2 separate regions of the Gossypium hirsutum genome follow, and region 2 is linked to region 1. The links are chromatin contacts, called in public Hi-C maps. All regions are on one chromosome and are shown on one strand. The core of a region is the stretch at or near the end of the contact, and the rest is flanking DNA. Distances in the headings are between cores, read along the strand shown. Region 1 holds the start of LOC107946237 (pyridoxal reductase, chloroplastic). Region 2 holds the start of LOC107948907 (CDPK-related kinase 4).

The links. Hi-C and Micro-C count contacts between places; a contact is called where the count stands out from the background.
Region 2: a Hi-C map of leaf shows a contact between it and region 1, with 4 times the contacts expected there. The contact joins the promoter of LOC107948907 here to the promoter of LOC107946237 in region 1. A contact is called at or near these places in 2 of 34 Hi-C or Micro-C datasets (hypocotyl and leaf).

Annotation. Positions count from the first base shown.
Region 1 is chrA08:71,956,893-71,963,501 of Gossypium_hirsutum_v2.1, forward strand. LOC107946237 (pyridoxal reductase, chloroplastic) reads right to left here and starts at 4,602. Exons shown (of 8, transcript XM_016880478.2): 1 at 4,278-4,602; 2 at 3,944-4,172; 3 at 3,708-3,801; 4 at 3,486-3,609; 5 at 3,219-3,320; 6 at 2,016-2,167; 7 at 1,807-1,900; 8 at 695-1,340. The coding sequence starts at 4,406. The coding sequence ends at 1,155.
Region 2 is chrA08:72,813,353-72,819,482 of Gossypium_hirsutum_v2.1, forward strand. It overlaps LOC107948907 (CDPK-related kinase 4), which reads right to left and starts at 2,203. Exons shown (of 8, transcript XM_041074550.1): 1 at 1,541-2,203; 2 at 43-121. The coding sequence starts at 2,023.

The sequences.
Region 1 (6,609 bases), core at 3,352-5,851:
TCAATCGGATATAACTATGAGTTGAAGGTGAAAATGGTAATCTTACCGCCAAGAGTATTTTAACCAATTGATGCATAATTATCATCAAATGTTAAATTATATGTGAGAGTGGTGATGAGACTATGTTTCGACTTTTCAAACCCTTCATATTTGTAAAAAATAATTTCGAACACATTATTAATTTTTTACCGTTGTTGTATTTTTAAATAATAAAAAGATAAAAGAAACCCGATGAAAGCTTACATTTTTCTTCTTTATCATTTCTCACTCATTTCTCTTCAAGCTTCACCATTTTTCGTTGTTTTATTGTAAAATCACTTCTTCAAAGTCATATTTGAATCATTTTTCATTCTCCAGAGTTTGAATTTTAGTATGAGAATATTAAGCTAGTGAAGGAAAGCGGCATTTTTATAAGAGTTTTTTTGTCCCGAGTTTTAAATGAATAAAAAAACGTAAATATCCAGAGAAAAAAACTTATATGAGCAAATTTTGTCGGAAACCAACCGAGAATCCACTTTTTATTTATTTATTGTTAATATATTAATAAGAGGGAGAAGAGACTGTCCCCGTGTTCAAACCCAAGATTAAATGTCAATTGTAAGAATACGAATCCTTTGCTACTACTGCTTAGTTTAATTTACATTAACTCACTTTTTTAACTAGTTAACTTCAATCACAAAATTAATTTAAAAGGTAAAACAATGAGAAGTATCTGTTTCAATATCTAAATCAATGAGAATTTTTGGTTAGCAGATAATCAAATTCTAGCACAAGCTAATAACTTAGAAAGAAAACTAGTTCTCCCACCTTAAAAAGTTTTGCTCAAGAACAAATTTGCAACTCTAAAATTATGATTCACTGAAGGCTATTATGTTTCATTTACAATCTTTTTGCTTGTAAAATGCATGCATTTCCTGTATGTCAGCTTCAAATTTGGCTACATATTTGCTCCAACCCTCCCTTTTTTCTCTCTGTTAGCATATGCCGGATTTAAGGAATCCCCAGGCTCTTTTAGTTGATAGAAATTCTGCCCCCATGATCTCTGATTGCTTTAGTTTGTGCCCCCATAATCGTTCTGTTTCCTCAAGAACGCTATGGCATTGGATCAAAATTCCATATGATATCCAAGTGAAAATGTTGCGATTCTAAACTGTTTACTTTGTCTGGAAAATGTTTTGGATCATTCTTCGTGGTGATTCCTGAGCCGCATAATCTAACTGAAGCAGCTCATTTGAACTTAGGCGCCATCCGAGAGCACCCAGATTTTCCTCTGCTTGTTTCACTGTTTTGACTCCAGGTATTGGAATGGTACCTTTACAGATGCACCAGTTTATTGCTACCTGCAAATGGCAATGCATTTAGGTCTATAAACTGATAAAAGCAACATACTTTCTACATTCCTGCCTTAGATTTCAATTACAAATGCACTTGGTAAACATAACATTTGGAAAGATTTCTTTATTTCTCTTGCTTTATGATTGTTAGAGAATCTCTTCCTCCTTGGATAACATCACTAAAAACGTTTCAATCTGGTGATCAATTGGACTTCCAATATCTTGCCAAATGAAATCGGGACATGCCACACTTAATAGGAGAAAGAAAGAAAAAATACAAACTGTTTAAGGTCTCTAAACACAAATGCAAACGCACTCTTTCCAAGGAACAAACTTAAAAACATATGGTCGAATATCTAACTACACAATTCAACTAATAAATTATAAGGACCTAAAAAGTTCTAAATTTTGAAAGGTGGAGCTAAGTATACTAGAAAAAATAGTTGTGAAAAAAAGTTAACATTATAAGTACCTGAGGTATGGTTTTGCAGCGTTTTTCTGCAATTTCTCGTAAGGAAACAAGCAAGGGCTTCAACCCTGGAAGAACTTGCTTAAATAGAAGGCCCCTGAGAGACAACAAAGATTATCATGAAATAAGCACTCACCTAAGCATTGAGAGGAGCCTTCAAAATCATTTTACCATATATCCTTGAAAGTAATAAGCAGTAGCATTTCTAGTACCTGGGCCCTTGTGGAAGTCTGGAAGGTGTATATTTCCCAGTAAGCATTCCAAGTCCTAGAGGACTATAAGAAATCAGGCGGATTTCAAGACAGTCACAAATATTCTTAATCTCCATCTGATCTTCTCCCATGCTTAGTAGAGAGAATTGTACCTGTAATTGGGGTAATTCTAGAGGTAAACCTTAAAATCACAAGAACCACCCAAACGATTTCTTAAGTTATATTATGTAACCTGGACTTAGGAGAAAGGATTTGAATTTCAAATTTAGTATAAATTGTATGAAGTACATAATTAAACATTCATGAATTTGCTAGATGTCTACTTAATGGTGAATTAAAAATTCATCTTTTATACCCTTATTGGATCTTAACTAACTTCTCCATTGTGTGTGCATTCCTTTTTCTTTCAATTTACATTAAAAATCATACCAAATCCACTCTTTCAAACACATCTTCCAAACATAGCATAAATGACAGTGTTGTACTTTAGCTAGATAGTCTATCGTTTAGACTTAATATGAGAGATTGGTTGGTGCAGGGTTGGATTCCAAAAGCAAAGTTAGATATGATCAACGTGTTGACTTATAAACCCATATTTACATAAACATCTTGTCCTCCACTAAGAAGGAAAATGCTATATGCAAATGGGTTACCTACCATTATACCAATAAACTTAACTGCTTTAACTCACTTTTTACAGAAACGAAGAAAACAAAAAAGCAAATGAACTTGTGTTTCACCCAATTCAACATATTTCTATCATTGCATTTCCTTGGAGTTGGGATTAGGGTGAAGTGATTTAGACACTCTGTGATGTATGTGAAAGTGACTATCTTTAAACCACAACTAGTCTTAAACAGAGACTTTGTGTAGTTAAGAAAATGCATCCATGAGGAGCCATGGACATTGAGAGAGATTAAAAGCTTAAAAGATTAGTTGAAGTAGAAACAGATGAAAATCACAAAATCTGAGGTGATGGCAGCGGGGGCCTAGGGGGTTATAGTGGCACATATTTGATGCATGGAGAATAGGTATGGGTTCTTGGTTAAACATTTTAAGGTAACCAAATATGAAAGATAACACAAGGAAGAGAAGGAATAATGAATGCAGCGGTTCTTCATTCTACTACCTGAAACACAAGAATAAAAAAACTAAAATTCCTTGTAACAAAGAAAAGGAGAAGAAGGTGTGAATTGCCTCTACCTGAGCTGAGCAGAGTGGGACTCCTCGGGCTTTAAGGTAATCATGAATCTTTACGAGCTGTTTGGGTCCATAATTGCTAACTCCAACAGCTTTAACTAAGCCCTGCAAATTATATAAAGTAGATTTTCTTCTTATATGTTTGTTATGTAGAATGTAGAGCTCTTAACTTTTTGCAGTTCAAGTTAATTCTTGGACAAACTTTCATATATGCTAATGAAATATGATGATCTCATTTTATAGTAACTGAAATATCATATGTTGGTTAACCTTCTCATACATTGCCACTAAACCATTCCAAAGTGCCAACTCTTGTGGGGGAGCATAGTTTGCAGTAGACCAGTGTAATTGTCCTATTCCGATTTGTTCAATCTGCATTCGATCCCGAGAGGCCCTGGAAAAACAGTTCTTAATCAAATTTAATGATCACAACCTTTCAGCCAATTGTGCCACAAAGAGGATCACTTTTATGGAACCCATTAAATAGCAAACCTGCAAGCTTGAACAAATTGCCCTGATGTTAGACGCCATGGGTAAGCTGCAAACTTTGTGGCAATCACAATCTCATCTCGTATCCGTTTTTCCCCTGAGATTGCAAACAATATTCAAACTTAAATATCAGAATGGTAAGATTAACAATCTCTATTGTAATATAGGGATCCTAGTTTTTATCAGCTACTGTGATTTGTAAACCCAGATATAAAGATTGAAAAAGAAATTTAAACAACCTTGAAATTCTCTAATGAACTTCCCTAAAAGCTTTTCACTCTGTCCGTTGAGTCTGCCAGTCCCATAAGAATCGGCGGTGTCAAAAAGATTGATGCCATTCTCCACGGCAAGATTAAAAACCTGTTGAAGTTGAGAATCCATTGAAGGTTGATAACCCCAGAGAAGCTGGTTTCCCCATGCCCACGTCCCAAACCCCATTGGAGAAACAGTCAAAGGACCCATTTTCACCTGCCCAGGAAACCCATCACTGAAACACATGAGACCGGATAATATCAAATTAGAAAGGAGAACCTGTACTCGAGTGTAGACATGGTTAAGTATTGGAGGGAGTACCTTTTGCCATGGCCAGAAGAGAGGGGGCTTGAGAGACTTGAAAGGTGAAGATGGGAGATAGAATTGATTAGAAGCACTGAGACAGATAATGCAAGCTGACGGGACTGAGTTTGAGAGAGTCATCGCCATGTTCTCATACACTCTAGCACTTGAGAAAAAGCATAAAGTCAGTGGAGTGCATTGTTGGTTACGGATATGCCTTCTTGATTTTTTTTTTGTTTTTTGAGCGAAGCCTCCTTGCGGTTGGAATTGAAACTTGGAAAGATCACGATTGTCCCACGCATGGTCGTTGCTTGCATTTCTTTTTTAGGTATAATGACTTTACTCATTTTGTAATTTTATTCTTTTACTTTATTTTATTGTCATTTTTGGTCCACAGCCTTTAAAATTTGGTTAATTTACTTGCTTTTGGATGAAAAATATACTGAACTATTAAAATTCTAACGGCAATGATGTGATCACTCATATGGCAATCTATGTATAATTCATACAAATAAAAAAATTAAAAATAATTTTTTTAAAAAAAATCATAAAAACTTTTAAAAATTTATCCATATTAGTAATGAAGTATACGTGAAATGTCACACGAGTTACCATGTCAATGTTATTAAAATTTAACAGTTCAGTTAGTTTTTTCTATCCAAAAGCAAATAATTTGACTACATTTTAAAGGTTAAGGACTAAAATAATTAATGAAAAATAACAAAATGAAAAAAATCAATAAATGTTAGACGCTAAATTTATTGTTATAATTTTTTTAAGAGGTCAAGAAATTGGTAAAGGTTTGAATTTTGAATTTTGTATAGGTTTTATATGATCATAACAACTTGTTCGCTACATTTAAATTTAATTGTTAAAATGTATGTTGTTTTAACACTGTTTTTCGTTACCAGGGTGGTTATTTGGTTGGGTTTTTGGTGGCTAGGGGTTTGTCTTGTTCGGGCATTTTCTGTGGTGGATATGGAGGTGAATTTGGTGGCATTGGTGGTGAAGATGAAGCGTGGCAACTTCATGCTGATGAAGGGGCAACTACAATTGATACAAGTCTTTGCTTGGTTGGGACTTTCTTGACTACTACCGTTATTCAATTCTAGACTATACACACGACTTTGGCCACTCCTTGGCATCCTCATGGGAGAATTTCAATATCGGATCAGAGTGAGAAAGGATACCTATTCGAATTCTATTATGCCATTGATATCAACAGGGTGATCGATGGCAATCCATGGACATTCAATAAGCATATCCTAGTTTTACATAGACTTAAATCGGGGGAGGATCCGTTAAGGGTGCCATTGTACTTTGTCAATTATTGGGTTCAGATTCATGATCTTACGATGATATTGATGTCTGAAAGTATGGCAAGGCAGTTTGGGGCCTTGTTGGGATCTTTTGTGGATTATGATGCGAAGTTAGTTAGTAAGGGTTTTGGAGAGTATATACAGATTCGGGTACAGATTGACATTCAAGCACCTTTGAAAAGGAGGAAGAAGATCGCCTTGTCACATGCTCATTCCGTTTATGCTAGATTCCACTATGAACAACTGTCATTCTTCTGTTTTTTATATGGTCGTTTGGGGCACGGTGAGGGCTTCTACCTTATTCGGATCGTATATGGCAAGAAGGAGATACCGTTTGAGTTGGATCTTTCCATTAAGGCGATACCTCGACAAGTACAGGTGGTGTAACAATCCATTTTCAATGAAATCGGAACAGTGGTTTTGGGACAACAAATCTGAGTCAAAAAGAAAATTTATTTTAATATTATTGCATGGTCTGCATTATGATACGGATAACATATGAAAATCTCATTAAGAAAATTTTTACCGATTACATGCTTAATTGTGGAGAGGACCAAATTGCATAAAATGCAAAAGTTGAATTCTAGTAGCTATAAGTATCAAATAGCTATGGAATTCAAAACTTGAGGTAAGAATATGGCAATTAGACCATTAAATAAAGTTAGTAGTATTTATGGTGATTCATCCATGGAAATTTAATTATAGAAAAGGATGAAATTGAAAAGTTAAAAAATTTAAAGATGATAATTAAATTAAAAGAAAAAAATCATATTATTATCATCTTCTCCAAATTTCTATGGAAACCCTAGGAAAGAGAAAAGAATTCAAGAAAGCTTAATTAGGTAAGCAATCTTGTCCAGTTTTTAGTAATTTTTACATTTCCAAGATCGTAATAACCTAATCTGTAATACCTCTAACCCGTATCTGTCGTCAAAACAGGGTTACGGAGTATTACCGAAACTTTCAGAACATTTACAAATAATTCACGTTAATTACTATTCATTTACTGAAATTATTCATAATCTCCCTTG
Region 2 (6,130 bases), core at 953-3,452, 850 kb after region 1:
CCAAGATTAATGCAAATATAGAAAAACCCAATTAAATCTTACCTGGCCTAATAAAATCAGATAAACCAAAATCGATAATTTTCATTGGAGCATCCTCATCTCTTGTGGTAAAAAGAAAATTCTGCAAAAAGAATGATTGGTTAATAACTAGAATTGGATCCAATGTCAAAAATATTGTGCCGTATATTAACAATAAAGCAGCATAGAACTAAATTAAAATTTAAGTATCATATTCCTCTATGCCACACCTCGGGCTTTAGATCACGGTGCACAACCCCTTGAAGGTGACAAAAAGCTACTACACTTAAAATTTGCACAATTATATTTTTAGCATCCCCTTCGGTGTATCTACCACCTCTGCAATAAAGAACAATACGAAACATGGTTTTAGCGATGAGGTTAAGAATTGACTTGGACGGTGCAAGAGAAGAGGGTAGTCCTTCGATACCTAGACAAAATTCTGTCAAGTAGTTCTCCACCTTCACATAATCTGACAACAAAACAACATTTCACTGTAATTACTTTGGAGGAAACTTGTTAACTCGCTGGTTTAGGACGCATGCCTAGACCAATCACAAATTGTTCCTTATGTATGATGCATATTGTTTGATATTCTGGCTAAGTTTATTTCAATCAGTTGAACTGGTGAAAAGATTAAACTTAAAGATTGAGGAAGGGCTACTAGAAAGAATAAGAGATCTTAAAAATAAACTATAACAAGTACAAACATACTCCATGACAATATAAACGTTATTGGCATCCTCAAAAGCATCATGAAACTTGATCATGTTTTTATGACCGGATAAGGCTTTCAGTATTTTGACCTCCCGCCGAACATCTTCTACTGATATTGCTGAGGTCATCTGCAAAATAATATCCACTCAGCTTCCGATTCTTCGCAAAACCATTAATCATCTCGAGTTATGTATATTTCATCAAAAACTAAAACATAAGTTCAGAAGTACAAAAGAAAAAAGCTATCATTGCAGAAAATTTCTCCTAGTTGTTTCCAACATGAAGGGTGAGGGGAGGTTAACTCCGGAAAACTGTATCTTAATTCCCCATTGAAGATTGAACAAAATTTAAGCCAATCCCAAGTTATTGATTAGTAACCACGAATAACTTGAACTACCACCAAATCATCGATTACTAAACACGCATGCATTCAACTCTATTAGCTTAAAACTTTCCTTTTTATCTTTAGAAGTCCGAATAGCATCATCTTGTTTTCTTTGAAAATTAAATAATAAAATCATGCAGCTATATTTGTTAACTTCGATCAACCGGTTTACAGTTCAGATCTTCATGCTATCTGCAAACTGCATTTGTTATTAACGTCAATACTTTTCTTTTTCACTTTCTACTCTTAGTAATGTATCCAAATTCCAAGTACTTCAAATATATTATACTAATGAAATCTCTGACGCAGATTGCAGTTTCAAATGAGACAATCCATCTAATAATCAATTTTTTTTTTTACTCCTAATCAATAATAACATCAACTATTAAAAAAAAAAAGCACATACCAAAAATGACACACCTTAGCTTTAGAAATGATTTTAACGGCCACCGACTTTCCCTTTAGCTCTCCTTTCTTTCCCTTGGCCCAGCAAGTATGTCCAAAATGCCCTCGCCCAACCTCCTTGCCTAGCTCAAATTTAGCCCCTAAATTCTTCCCGTATCCAAAATTTTTGTCTAGCACCGCTCCTTCCCCATCCTCGGGAATTGTTCCTTCCATCGGAGCCGCCTGGTTCGACCCCTTTCGTCTCATTATTGCTGCCATGATCGGCTTGGCAGGAGAGGGAGGCGGCAAAGGCCACCTGAACTTCCTTCCCGGTGTTCTAGCTGGTGATGGAGACGGCGCCACTCCAGCGGGTAGTGGACTAGCAAATGGACTAACAGCATAAGAGTTTGTCTCAACGGATGGGGTTGCCGAGGCCGGAACCGGTCGCGGCTGAGACTGATTGACTGTGGAGGTTGCTTCATTGTTGACGGACACGTTTTTGCTACAGCAATGGCCCATGATTCTGAATGCGGGAGTTTACCGTTTCTTCTCGGTCAAATCATCTGAACTTAAGCTTCAGACTTGATTAGCAACTGCAAAACCACCACGGCGAGAAATTTGAGATAGTAAATATTTTCTTTTTTAAATGGAAATTGAGAACAGAAGGAAGAGGAAGAGTTGAAAAAGTCGGTAATGTAGTATAAATTTGAAAGTTGATGAGAAAAGGCTAAAATCACAGGCAGCTGTGATTATTAATTGGGAAAGTACACTTTGAAAAAAAAAGTCAAAATTGTTTTTTTCAATATTAAATTTAATTATTCAATTGAACAATAAATCATTATAGTTAAAATAAAATTAAAAAAAAAGATAATAGAACCTTTTTAAAATATATATATCTATGAATATAACAAAGAATTAAAAATTATTGTTTTAATTTTATTTTGATTGTCTAATAATATAATCAATTTGTTTTGTTGGATAATAATATGAGACTTAAAAGAAAGCAATTGAATCATGGTACAAATAAATTTATTTTATTGAAATATTTTCTTAAAATAAAAGCAAAACGTTTGCTTTGAAATCAGATAAGTTATTATAATGGTTTTACTGATTATTGAATTCATTAATTTAAATATAAATACAATGCTTTAAAATGGCATGTGATTATTGATTAAGAAAAAATATATATCATGTGATACATTTGATGATAAAATTTGGGCACAGTGTTTTGTTTTGTGAAATAAGGATGCTTGTATTTCAAGCTTGAATGAGCTTTTCTTATAAATAAATAAATAAAATATTTGAATTTTGAAATAAAAAATTAATGTTTATTAAGAGTGTAATTATGGTAAAGGAGACGAAGCAGGTGGACCGACGATGCCAAAATTACGTGTTTAAAGAAGAAATTTAGTAAAAGGAAGCGACTGTGATTTTTATTGGTGACAGCTAGTAAAACGAGAATAGTCAAAAGAGAAAAACGCGTTTCTCTAGTTTTGGAAATTGCATATAAATATTATCCCCTAGAGAAAATCAAGTTAGACTTTCCCAATCAATAACATTTAAATCAAAATAGTTATTTTTTTTTAAATCCCAATTTCTGTATATAAATTATAATTTATTTGATATGTTGTATATAATTATGTTGTTTACATTTTTTATTGTATATAATTGAGTAATCAATTTGATATTAATTTGATTAAGGAAATTAGTAAAATAATCTTATATATATTATAATATTTTTTATTTTTTTAAAAAATAAAAATATATAATCATTACACCAACATCTATAATCATATCAACTAAAATTTTATTTTAATATTTTATAGATTTAAATGTTATTAAATAAATTATTTTATATTTTAATAACGTTTCAGGTGATTGGTGAGGAGAGGATGTGATAAAAGTAAGAAAGGACATAAATTAGCAAACAGCATTAGAATTTGTGAGGGATAGAAGTGCCTCACCTTGTGCAACTACTTTGAATGCATCGCTACGGCTTTGTTTGGAGTGTACATAACAAAACAAAACTAATTACTAAATTTATTTAAACTGCAAGAAGCATATGCTTAATTTTAGATGTGTTGGAGTGGGAGCTAGAAAGTAGCCTGTCTCATCTGCATCCATTTCTCCATAATTTCTCTAATTTTTTAGCATTAAAATAAACGGATTGATTGATGGAGTCAGTTAGTTATAATAAAATATCAATTGCAATGTGTAAGGAAATTCTATTTCTACAAATGTGTTTAAATATAAAAAAAAATCATATTTTATATCAATTTGTATTTTAATATTCTAATTAAATTAAATTATTGAAATCAAATGTTTTTCTTTTACGGTTTTATTATTTGATAAATTGAATATATGGAAAAGTTATTTTTTAAATTAACTCTTTTAAGTACTTCAACACTAGTGTCGAAAAGTTCATATCAATAGCCGCTCTTAAAAGGACGATTTAAAGGTATGACTAACTTGTTTTACGTAACTTTTCTCATCCTTTTGGGGTTTTTTATGCTAAACTTGTTTTAAGTATTTCAACACTACCAATAATCGTCATAGTACTTCAACAAGCTAGTCATACCAGATCGAAAAGGCCGTTATCGACTATGACGATTATTGCCAACGTTAGGCTCGTGATGAGTTAATTCTAGACCGAGATCCTCAAAAAATGTTATACGTGCTTCTGCTCGAGATCACTAATTTCATTCAGTGACTAGTGGATACGGGGGCCCTTGGGATAGCCCAGTATTAGCCATCTAGATAAAAAATGGTAGTTATACTCACCTTAAACCAAAGTGATTATTCCAGATCTATAACAACCCAACAATTTTAGATGTTGGAAATTTTGATTTTGTGCTAGAATAAAAAACAACCAAGCCGTTCTAAGAAGTTAACCGAGAGGTTTTTAATGCAAAACCCTTTACCCATGTTCCATTATGGTCCCAAATAACTTCACCACTTATGGCCAGTTTGGAAGCTTAGTTCCGTGCTCCATCAGCGTTGACTTTGAACTAGTTCTTCGGTGGTAAAGACTATGCAACCATAAGGCATGAACGATTAGCATACAAGCTTCCACAAACTGGTAGTATTGTAAGCATTGTGAATGAAATCATGAAACAACCTTTGGCTTTTTTTCCTAAACACCCTCAGCCTTGATAAAATCATACTTAAGCATCTATTTGTTATGTATGTACCATAACCACCTGCAAATGACATTGAATTTTAATCTTCAATCCTCGCTACCTATTGTAAAATACTCAGGTCGGGCTAAGTTGATATACACCTAACTTTTAACATCCGTTGACATAAATTCAAGGACTTTATCTGATTTTACAAGTCTAGTCCTTATCGAGAAAAAAATTCTCAAAGAACATGATTGGCACCATTCGATGTAACCTACACAAATCATACAATGAGAATTCAATGTAAGGGGTCTATGGGACCTTTTCTTCATTTGTTTGGTGACAATGATTGGAAACAAACCATAAAAAGAACTTGATACATTGTGACCCACAAATTTTCCAAATATGTTGCTATTTCTTATCAGTTTTGTGAGATAGTTCTGTGAGGCTCAACACTATTGAGGACTTCATAGGCTAACTTAGTGCTGAATTTCTTTGCTTGGCAAAACTCCATCTAAGGAAATCATCAATATCATGCGATGAGGGTGTTTTAAGAGTTGTGATCTCGATGAAGGTCTCCTTAGGTAATTAATTCTTTATTGATTCTAGGTAAACCTCAAGTCCTTGACACCATTATTATATCCTAAATTAGGATAAAATGCTCGATCAATGACGTCTTTCTTCAAAAGTCATGTAAAGCTCCATACTGATTAGTCCAACTATCATTGTAGAAGTACACAAGGTGCCCACTTCTAATATTCCATAGAATCTATTTTTTTAAATGACATAAGATGCAAGTTTAAGTGAAACAAGTAAGCATATACCATTATGGGTTCTTTGTTTGACGAAACAAATGTGAGTATAGTTTACCAAAATACATCTACGAGCATAGCTCATACATCACATCTGCGAGCACAGCTGGCCAAAACATATCTGCGAGCACAACCATTAAGAATGTGAGTAGTGAAAAGTGATCCAAGGCATAATCCTGCAAAAGAAACAATTGAACCAAGGCAATGTGTTTTTTCCCAATCTTACCCAACAACAAACAATCATATATTTATTATCTTAAATAATTTGCAATCTTGGTGAACTTGATGAATCTGATGAATCTAACAAATTAACCAACCTGGCGAACATAACAAATTGACTAACCTCGCTCTAATACCAACAAATGTAACACCCATACCTGGTCTAATCGACAGACCTAAGCTATGGAACGCCATATTAGCCACCTAAGTGACTATTTGGTCGAACACTAACCGAACCTCCAATACACCGTACAAGACATGTTCAGATTTGAGAAAACACAAGCTCGCGAACTTACATCGCTTGCTTCATGGTATGCAGTAGTAGTAATATGCAAAATCTTATCTTTTGATTCCCTTGCGTAGCTCACGCATTCTTAGTCTATCAAGTCCAATTGGGGAGATGCCCATCAGAGCGGATGACTCCTAGAAGATAGAGACATAGATGTAACTAATTAGACTAAAAGTACATCTAACAG